Linked DNA regions of Mus musculus: all the other regions are linked to region 1. Evidence: chromatin contacts called from public Hi-C and promoter capture Hi-C data. All regions are on one chromosome and are shown on one strand. The core of a region is the stretch at or near the end of the contact, and the rest is flanking DNA. Distances in the headings are between cores, read along the strand shown. Region 1 holds the start of Arfgef1 (ADP-ribosylation factor guanine nucleotide-exchange factor 1(brefeldin A-inhibited)). Region 2 overlaps Cpa6 (carboxypeptidase A6). Region 3 holds the start of Tcf24 (transcription factor 24).

Region 1 (3,246 bases), core at 269-2,768:
TCCCTGATGTATAACAGAATGTACATTATATTTGATGTAGGAGCAAAATGAATCTCTAATTTCGAAGATTTTAGTGTTTAAGATGAAGGTAATGGATTTGTAGATTTCTCAGGACAACCACATTTTGATGTATCTGTCCATTTTAATTGTATGTCACCTTCAGATTTCCCATTTTTATTTCCTTTGGCTTTTCATACGTCTCAAGTCTTGTCACTTTGCAGCGTTCACACCTTTGGATTCTGATTGCTGCATTAATATAAATCCACAGCTAACACACTCTAAGGAAAAGAAAGCAAAAGCTGTATCCTAACCGGGATCCCATGTTGCTGGAGACACGCAATAGCATGGAACCCCCTGTAAACCGGCTGCATTTATTTCATGGGATTCTTAACGTTTTCTCTCAGAAGCAATGCGGAAATTTGAGTTCTGTGGCATTAAAGCAGGCACAGTATGGTCAGGAGTATCTGTTCTTAAAGCTTTTCCATTCTGAAAACTCCGGATTAAAGGTAGAGAACGGGAGGGCTCTGTGCGGTACCTGAGTCAGAAGCACTCACCTTAACTTCAGTGTCAATCAGAAAAGGGCATGAAACCTAGGGTTTACTGATTTACCCTATTGAGAGATTTAAAAAGTGAAAATATTCCTGAATCTTCGCCCAGTGGTTTTTAGCTTACGTTTTGCAAAAGAGATCCATCTTGAAGTAATTGAAAGTATCGGTCAAGGATAGCAATTTCCTACACCTGAGAAGGAAATTTAGACCCCGTGTGGCAGGCGGAAACCAGGTGCGCCTGAGGGAGCGACGCGGGTGTTCCTGTGGCCCTAGGACCGCGAGGAACTTTGCTCCCCGGCGACCGGCTGTCCAGAAAGTTGGGGAAGCCCGTGCACGGTAGGCAGGGGTCCTGTCGTCCCGGCCTTGGGAGCGCCCCTGTGCTCCGATCACGCATCCCAGTAGCCCGCAAGAGCAGAAGCCCCGCGCCACGCCGTGCCGCGCAGCAGGACGCCCGCCACGCCCCACGCTGCCCTGCAGGCGAACGCGGGAGGCGGCGAGTCCCCGCCGGGCCGCCGTAGAGTTGCAGCTCCGGCCGCTCCTCCCGCGCCGCCCTCCGCCCCTTGCCTCTCGGCGCCGCGGCAGCTCTGGGCTGGCGCTGGCACCGCCGCCGCCGCCGCTTCCTCTCCGCAGCCGTTCGGCCGCTGCGTGACGCGTCGTTTCCTCTCAACATGGCGTCCGGGGCAGGTCGGCGGTGATGGAGGCCAGTCGGCGGCTGCGGCGGATGCTGGTCCCCACGGTAGCTAGGGCAGCCTCGCGCCTGCTGGCAGTGTGAGGCGCCGCCACCTAGGCCCTCGGCCCCGGGAAGACGGCCGCCCGGGCCGAGTGCCGCCGCCGCCGGGCCGTAGGGACGAGTGAGGCGGGCGGCCGGGAAGCGACCCCCGGGCCGACGGCGCCGAGGCCGGACGGGCGCGGCCCTCGAACGGCGGCCCCTCGAGCGTGGCGAGGCTTTCGACGCCCTTGGCGGCCCCGCGGCCGCTCCGCGTCGCCGGCCGCTTCCTGGTGCCGCCGCTGCCCTCCACGCCTCCTCGCCCCCACCGCCACCTCCTCGCCTTTCTCCCTCCCCGTCCTCATCCCGGTCCCCGTCCCCCTCCTCCGCCTTCCCTCCAGCCGCCGGGACCGCCGCCGCCGCCGCCTCCTCCGCGTCCATGTATGAGGGCAAGAAGACGAAGAACATGTTCCTGACCCGGGCCCTGGAGAAGATTCTGGCCGACAAGGAAGTGAAGAAGGCGCATCACTCCCAGCTGCGCAAAGCGTGCGAGGTGGCCCTAGGTGAGCCCGGAGGAGGCCGCGGCGCGGGGTGCCGGCCGCGAGAGGTGGGCGGCGTGGCGGGCGGCTCGTCCGGGGAGCCCTGCTGGCCGCCCGACTGGAGTTGACAGCAACTCGGCTGGACGCGGGGCACCGGCTGAGTGGAGGAGGATAGGCGGCCAGCCGGGGCCCCTGGAACTCGAGATGGTTACGGATCGCGAGGCACCTGGCTTCGAGTGGTCCACAGGACGGGATGGGGGGAGGGTTGTTGGTGGCCCCTGCGGTGCGGACAGAATGTCATCCTTTGTGATGGAGCAGAAGATGAGCTGTTGTTTATTAGCTTAGAAATTGAGGTGGGGCCGATCTGACGAGACTGAGCGTGGGGGAGGGTTCCGTATTGCAATTACAATAACTTTATGATTTGGCGTGGTACTTTGGGAAGAAAGGTTGAAGTTGTTCCCTCGTTGACAGTCTCGAGAAAGGGGGTTGCAAAAGGTGCCTCGAGTTTGCCATCTCTCTGCCCCAGCTACAGGAAAAAAGAGTAGTAATGTAACCTACTGGGCTGACCTGGAAGAACAAGACTAGAGGTTAAGGGGGTGGCGGTGGCCGTGTCTGTGTGGAAATGTGGAAGGAAAGAACCTTTAGATAAATTGACTTTAGGTAACACAGAAAGGGGTGTGTGTGAAATGAGAGAAAAGAGAAAGACAATGACACCCACCAGCCACATGTCTGGACAGTGGCAGCTGTTCTCAAGCTTCAGTTGTGATTTATAGTTCAGACAGAAGAGGTCTAGTGTAATGAAGCCACAGCAGGGCAAATCCCAAACAATACCTATAAAACCATTGTAGGCAGATAACGATTTGTTTGCGGTAGGTTTGGTAGGTCTAGTGCATCCATCAATAAGAGAATTGTTAAGGGAGAAGCCAGAACATTTAACACAGATAAATTTGTGATGCTTACCCTTTTGTTTATAGCCCTGGACCAGAGCAGCTCAACTTTGCAAGAAATGAAAATGGTTAAAAGTGATTTTTGAAAAACATTTTTGAAAGGGGACAAACTAACTTTATGCTAAAGTAAGGGGTCCAGATAGGTTAGAGACAATTTTGCATTTAAGTTTTGACTTAAGACTACCATTTAACTTACTCCAAATGTTACAGCCGCCCTTCCTCCTTTTTTTCTCAATACTTAGTAATATGAAAAACATCAACTGGATTTGTTTAACATCCACCAAAAAATGGTCCTTTTTGTTGGTGGTGTTTTGTTGTTAATGTAGTAGTATAGTGGACTTAAATAGTTCCTTCCTTTGCCCTTCATTGGTCATAAGTTCCCATTTTGTTATTGTAACTAACAACACGTTTCCAGGTGAATGAGAAGACTATTGTACAGTTGCAAAAATTGAATTTATATTTGGGTCCTGAAAGAAGTCATTATTAATTGGAGTGATAGGAAGGGT
Region 2 (3,246 bases), core at 425-2,924, 360 kb before region 1:
AGGGAGCTAAGCACTGCAAAGGCAGAAAGAAAATTCAAGTAGGCCTTTCCATCTCCACCCCATCAGTTTAAATACAGCACAGGGAGAGTGAGATCATCCTGACTCCTGTTTGAGGAAACAGCTAATCTAAATCAAATACTGGAAAGAAAAGGGTTGTATCCATGATGTCAGTCGATTTATATGATAGGCCTTATGTTATATAAGAAAAAAATGAAGACTGGGGATCTAGGTCAGGGGTGGTTTCCCAGCACACATGGTACACTTGGATCAATCTCTAACATGGAAAAAAAACCAGAAATGTGAATTAGATTCCACATTTATTCATGTGATGGTCACCTGCCATTAGCCAGCATGATACAATTGCTTTCACAAAATATATGGAACCCCAGAAGGCCACTGGCACAGAAGGCCACACATGTATACTATGACTTTTACATGGATGGTGAACTGGCTGGTTTTGGGTGTCAACTTGACACAGGTTGGAGTTATCACAGAGAAACGAGCTTCAGTTGGGGAAATGCCTCCATGAGATCCAGCTGTAAGGCATTTTCTCAATTAGTGATCAAGGGGGAAGGGCCCATTGCGGGTGGGACCATCTCTGGGCTGGTAGTCTTGGTTCTATAAGAGAACAGGCTGAGTAAGCCAGTAAGGAACATCCCTCCATGGCTTCTGCATCAGCTCCTGCTTCCTGACCTGCTTGAGTTCCAGTCCTGACTTCCTTAGTGATGAACAGCAATGTGGAAGTGTAAGCTGAATAAACCCTTTCCTCCCCAAGTGCTTCTTGGTCATGATGTTTTGTCCAAGAATAGAAGCCCTGATTAAGACAGATGGTTATTGTTGTGTGACAAGACTTATCCTAGGGAGTTGCAACATGTGTGTACATCTACTCACCCCAGGTATAGGGAACCTATGGCAGACCAAAGCACAGATCCAACATTCAACTTGGTAAACCAAGTTTTTATTGAGGCTACTTTACAGGAGAATGGGTGAGCAGTCACTTATAGAAGGAGAAATGACTCGAATGACTGTATAACCAAAGCCCACCCCAGCATGAGTAAATGTTCACAAAAAAAAAAAAAAAAAGCTGGGAACCCGGAGCACACTGCACAGTCTGCAAGCAGCTCAACAGGTTAGAGAGTGTCCTTTCCAAGTGACTCAGCTGGTCTAAACCTATTAGAGGCAGCTTGGCTGGCTTCTGCTGCTTCTAGGCAGCTTGTCCTCTCTCAGAGTCTTCTTTGCAGCTTGGCTTGTCTGAGACTGACCTTCAGAGGCATTTATTGCTTACTCTTGGAGGGAAGGGCCTGATGAATCTGATCAATTTCTGGGACTTCCTCTTTTGAGCAGTTTACCCTCTGGCTTCAAGTTTTCTTGAACTAGAATTTGAGAATGGAATTCTTCAATCTCAAAGGAAACTTATGTGGGACAGTTATAGTAAAACATTCCTAAAAACTGCATTCATTTAGTCTTTAAGGAAAGAGGTCAGCTTGGGAGATGTCTTGTTGCTACGGGAGCTTAGAAGACAATTAAAAGACAGGTGGAAGAGCAGCATCAAGCAATGGTCTCGGGGACTCTGATTTTCATGAGGCCTCATGTGACTCATTGTGAAAGCATGCTCACAACTGTGATGTATACTGTGAAAAGCTTGGAGGCAGAGTCAGCAGAGGGGAACAGTGCATGAGTCAACCCAGGGGAATCCAGGAGCAGCTCCCCGCCCCCCTGCCCCCAAGTCCTTCTTAGTCCTTCCTGTCACACCGAACATGCCTAATTCCCACAGCAATGGGCTGTGACAGCACATCTGCAATGGTGGCTGCAAGGAGACTTACAAGAGACTTGGTGCCTGTAGTTCTTATGGGAACCTGATTATGGGAGCCCTCTGAAAAGCTAGGCTCCCAGATGCTGGCCTTAGGAAAGCTATGCAAACAGGACCTTCTAAAGACAGCATCTCAGGCTTCTCTGTTGAGACTCTTTTCTACATATCTTCCTTTCCTTTCTCAAGTAAGATAGTTTTCCTGAACTAGAATTTGAGGTATTGAACGTAGATAACTTTCTCCCTAGAGGCATCTCCTACCTTGATGTTACCTTAAATTATTTGAATTATTTTACCAAGTGATCGCTTCCCACCGTGGAGAGCAGAAATTCCAGCCAACTGGAGAAAGCACTCTGTAGGGAAAACGAATTGACTGTATCATCTTCTGCCCCGTGGAGCTCAGAGGACAGAATCAGGGCCACTGCAAACACCTTGCACCTATGCAGCAGTCTTAGGGAAAAGAAGGATGAGTGGCCAAGGAGAGTACTGTCTTTCTTTTCTCCTTTCTCCTACAGCAAGATGTAATTGATAGAATTCTAATATGGTCCAGATCTTTCCGGCCTTCTGCTCCTGCCCTGCAGAATAACTTCCCTAAGAATAGGAAGGGATAGGTATCCCTTTGGTGATGTTATAGTATAGAGCAGAGAGAGACTATCTGGGGTAGGCCTGAGCAAATCAAAGAAATCTTCAGAAGCAAAGAGTTTTTCCCCAGCTGTTCACAGAGGAAGGGGTCAGAGGAGTGTTCACAAACTGCTACGCTGGGAGCCATTCTTGAGAGTCACAAACCAAGAATGACACTGGTCTCTGGGATGTGCGGATTCCCAGCTGAACAGTGAAATGGAGACATCAGTACTACAGATCACAGGACACTGAGGTCCAAATAAGAATGCACCAGAGTCCTTTCTTGGATGCTTTGATTTTAGCCCCTTGAGATTCTGAAGAAAATTTAGGCATCTGGGACTGGCCCACTGATCTGCAGGACTGTGAGATAAGTGGGCTTTGTTTGAAACAGCTAAGCTGATGTTGATTTATCCTAGCAATGGAAAACAGACTTGGAGTACAGTAACCACCTACATCCTGCATTTTCTCTCTTATTCTCCTCTGCCACAGCTCTAAGTTAATTTTCCTGGTTTCTCTGACTATAACCAAGACTCTTAGGGAAACTGAACGTGATTCACTGACATGCTTAGGCTGTAAATTCACAATGCCTTATCTGAAACATGATCAAATGTAAAATGTGCATACAATATTGAATGGAATCTGAGAACTCTGGTCACCACATAGCTAATTAGACATAGAACTGCTATTACAAAGCTGCTTGCTTTCCTAATTAAATTTTATTGTTTTGCTAAAGAATTGAAACAAGAAACTTAAACAGAAAACCATGCCCCGAGAGAACTGGATTGAGAAAGCACTAGCCAATTAAATTGTTAATTAAG
Region 3 (3,246 bases), core at 512-3,011, 260 kb after region 1:
CTCAGCACATGAAAAGTGCTGTGTGCTGCCTGCTACTTATGAAATAGTTGATATGAAATAGTGGAGTTTTAGAATTACCTGTAGTTAAAGTGACTGAAATTTATTATTATATCCAAAGTACACTGTAGCTGTCTTCAGACACACCAGGAGAGGAAGTCAGATCTCATTTCAGATGGTTGTGAGCCACCATGTGGTTGCTGGGATTTGAACTCAGGACCTTCAGAAGAGCAGTCAATGCTCTTAACCACTAAGCCATCTCTCCAGCTGAAATTTAACTATCAAAGTCTCTCACAGGAATTTGGACTTAGAATCAGCCTGCATAGAATAGCAAAGATAGGACAAAACAGGAGAGGCTCAGTGGTCTGTTCTGTGAACCTCAGTCTTCTCACACACTGTTGGGCAACACCTGCTCTGCTGCCAGCCGGTGCTGTCCAGGAGAGCAACAGGCTAACTAGAAAGATGTGTCCAGGCGTCTCTGCACAGCCACAGCCCACCTAACCTCCCTCTGTCTGTGTGCCTCTCAAAGCAGGGAAGCCTGGATAGTTATGAACCTTTTCTACCAACAGTGTGTCCTGGGTACTTTATCACCTTTTTCTGCATGTCAATTAAATGCTGGTGTGTTTTTGTTTGTAAATACAGGAATCTGTCCTTGAAGGAATCTGAAAGCTCGCTAACAAAAAACGATATCCATGAACCTCACCTTCTCCAAAATCCAAAAGTAAAGGAAAATTTGTCTGAGAAAAAGGAGTAAATTCAGCCTCGAGTGATTTGATTTCTTCATAGAACTAGGCAACAGCATGTTTTGAGGGTTTGTGGACTTCACTTATCTCGGTGTGTAAGTTGTTTGATTTGTTTCTTTATAGAATCTGAGACTTTGCTTTATGTGCGTGAATTCTGGGATCTATTTACTTTATTAGCTATTAAATAAAATTTGCCAGGAAATAAAATGTGGTTTCGTATTATGTGGTTTCTTATTCAACACAAGTCCTTTTGAATCAAGGAAATCTGAGTGTGCGTTCTAAAGCCTAAAGCCCATTACAGTCTTAGAATCACCGTGATTCACTGACAAGTCCACGTTTCGGTCCATCGTGGTATAAAAAGTCCTGCGTTGCTATCTTACTGTTTGGTATTCCCGACGTGGAAAGTTAGAAATCTGCAGCGAAATGTTCGCGAATCTATAAACTAGCCTTGCCCTCAGTGACATTTCATATCTGATACTCAGAACCTGCAAAGAGGAAACCGCGCTGATTCCTATCCCGGTTCAGAGAATCTGGCTGGGCTGCGGCGAGAACCGCGTCCGCCACGGGCTGCAGCACTGAGTCCCGCCGGCGCCGGGGTCAGCCTGAGCCTGTGGGCGAGCGGGTGCCGAGGCCGGAAGGCGGCCGTGGCGGTGGCGGGTCTCTAGGTCACGGTGTACTGAGGAAAGGCTTCTACTGCAAGAATCTTCACCTTGTAGAATTAAAGGCGGACGGGGACGCACACGCGACGGCTCTGCTCCTGAAGTCCCGCTGTACTAAACCCCCGGGTCCCGTCCCAGCTGGACCACCGTAAACTACTCTCAACCTTCCGGCCAGAGGGGGCGGGGCCAGGCGTCCGCCCCACCCCCGAGCGGTTTGATTGATGAGTCTATCCGCCGAGGGGGCGGCTCCGGGACGCCGCTGCCCCTAACCCAAGGGCTCGGGTGGGAGACCCTCTCGGCCCGACGTGGCTTTGCTGGCTTCGGACGCCCACATAAAAGGCGGCGCAGAGCCTGGACAAGGATGGAGTGACCCACCCGCTCGACGCCCTTGGCCGCCTAGCCCTGCTCAGCCGAACCCCGCACGGCCGCTGCGGTGGGGGGAGGAAAGGTGAGGTGACGCCAAGTCCGAGGTGAGGCCGAGTCCTGCAGCCCCGTTTCCCCGGGCGGGCGGGCGGGCGGGCGGGCGGGCGGGGTGTGTCAGCGGGGACCGGAGCCTGAGCCCTGGGCGCCTTCAGGAGCAGCTCAGCACCTGGGGACTCGAGGGCGAGGGCGAGGCCGCGAGGCCGGGGCTCACGGCCGCCCGCTCCTTTGCAGTGCACGCCGGGGAAATCGGAGCCGGAGTCGCCATGGAGCGCGGCCGTCCCGCTAGCAGCCCACGCAGCGCGGAGTCCGCCGCGCCGCCCGCCGCCGCCCGCGACTGGAGCCCAGGACCGACCGGGACCGGGCCAACAGGCCTCAGCGGGGTCGCGGCGCGCTCCGGGGGTGGCCGTCCAGCCGCCGCGAACGCCGCGCGGGAGCGCAGCCGAGTGCAAACCCTGCGACACGCCTTCCTGGAGCTGCAGCGCACGCTGCCGTCGGTGCCGCCAGACACCAAGCTGTCCAAGCTGGACGTGCTGCTGCTGGCCACCACCTACATCGCCCACCTCACCCGCAGCCTGCAGGACGACACCGACGCGCCCGGAGACCCCGGTCTGGGCGCCTTGCGAGGCGACGGCTATCTGCACCCAGTTAAGGTAGGCGACTCTTCTGGGCTAGGAGCCCTCGAGCCACACTGTCACCGCCTGAGCAGATCCCACGGATCTGGCATTCCTCCCAGCCACCTGGGCGATGGTGACAAGGTCCCCACTGCAAGAGGCTGCTTCTTAACAGTTTGCAATCTAGAGGCTGGAGCGTTTAATTCTACCTGGACTCGCACACAAATTTCTCAAGCTTGGTAAAGATTTTCGGTCTTTCAGGGTGAAAAATAGGTCGGCTGTTGTACCTTCTGACTACCTGGTAACAACTAAGTTACATTCATGCCTTCGAGTGTCAAGTGTCTTTAACTTAAATAGTTGCATTCCTACTGTCTTTTTCTTGAGCTAATCCAAAAGCTTCATGAATTAAACGGAATCATGGAACTAATTCTTGGCCCCTAAAGTAATTATTAAAAAAAAAAAAAACCTGCCAAAATCATTAAAAACAAATGAGAGCATTCAGCATCCCCATAGAGTAAAATTTCAATCACAGTTAAATCTAGTGGAATATACAGCCACCAAGAATGTTAGAAGAAAACCCATGTTTCCATTAACTGTCATATTAGATTGCCTGTATGTTGAGTGAATTGGTCTGTATTCAGATTAGCCAAGAGAAACCATTTTGCATGATTTCTTTACGTATATGTGAAGTGGTCATGAGTGGGACTTGCATTTTCACCGTGGTGCAGTGGTCTCTGCATCATCATCTTCTAGATTTCTTTTGAAACCTTCAATTGATCTTTCTCTTCAGAATGGAGAATCTCTCTGTTGTCT

The links. Promoter capture Hi-C pulls out the DNA fragments that hold promoters and counts their contacts. A called contact is a pair of places that touch in the nucleus more often than the background predicts.
Region 2: a Hi-C map of pancreatic cancer cells shows a contact between it and region 1, with 6 times the contacts expected there. The contact joins the enhancer-like site here to the promoter of Arfgef1 in region 1. A contact is called at or near these places in 4 of 39 promoter capture datasets (the 3T3-L1 cell line, embryonic stem cells, epiblast stem cells and 1 more), 4 of 484 Hi-C or Micro-C datasets (the HL-1 cell line, cerebellar granule neurons and pancreatic cancer cells) and 3 of 115 datasets of contacts at active chromatin or transcription factors (the SCID.adh cell line, forebrain and pancreatic cancer cells).
Region 3: a promoter capture Hi-C map of embryonic stem cells shows a contact between it and region 1. The contact joins the promoter of Tcf24 here to the promoter of Arfgef1 in region 1. A contact is called at or near these places in 3 of 39 promoter capture datasets (the HPC-7 cell line, embryonic stem cells and pre-B cells), 2 of 484 Hi-C or Micro-C datasets (both in embryonic stem cells) and 1 of 115 datasets of contacts at active chromatin or transcription factors (pancreatic cancer cells).

The regions. Positions count from the first base shown.
Region 1 is chr1:10,230,942-10,234,187 of GRCm38.p6, reverse strand. Arfgef1 (ADP-ribosylation factor guanine nucleotide-exchange factor 1(brefeldin A-inhibited)) reads left to right here and starts at 1,518. Exons shown (of 38, transcript NM_001102430.1): 1 at 1,518-1,817. The coding sequence starts at 1,694.
Region 2 is chr1:10,591,234-10,594,479 of GRCm38.p6, reverse strand. The region is part of intron 2 of Cpa6 (carboxypeptidase A6); the gene reads left to right. Among named protein-coding and RNA genes, the nearest start is that of Gm25253, 37 kb to the right of the region's middle. Within about 2 kb of position 1,674, at least 51 of the 459 cell types and tissues checked have an H3K27ac peak or open chromatin away from gene starts, as enhancers often do. A contact at or near this core is called in the HL-1 cell line and pancreatic cancer cells, where this site is marked.
Region 3 is chr1:9,966,325-9,969,570 of GRCm38.p6, reverse strand. It overlaps Tcf24 (transcription factor 24), which reads left to right and starts at 1,761. Exons shown (of 3, transcript NM_001285425.2): 1 at 1,761-1,847; 2 at 2,054-2,472. The coding sequence starts at 2,086. Ppp1r42 (protein phosphatase 1, regulatory subunit 42) reads left to right here. Exons shown (of 9, transcript NM_145692.2): 9 at 640-949. The coding sequence ends at 751.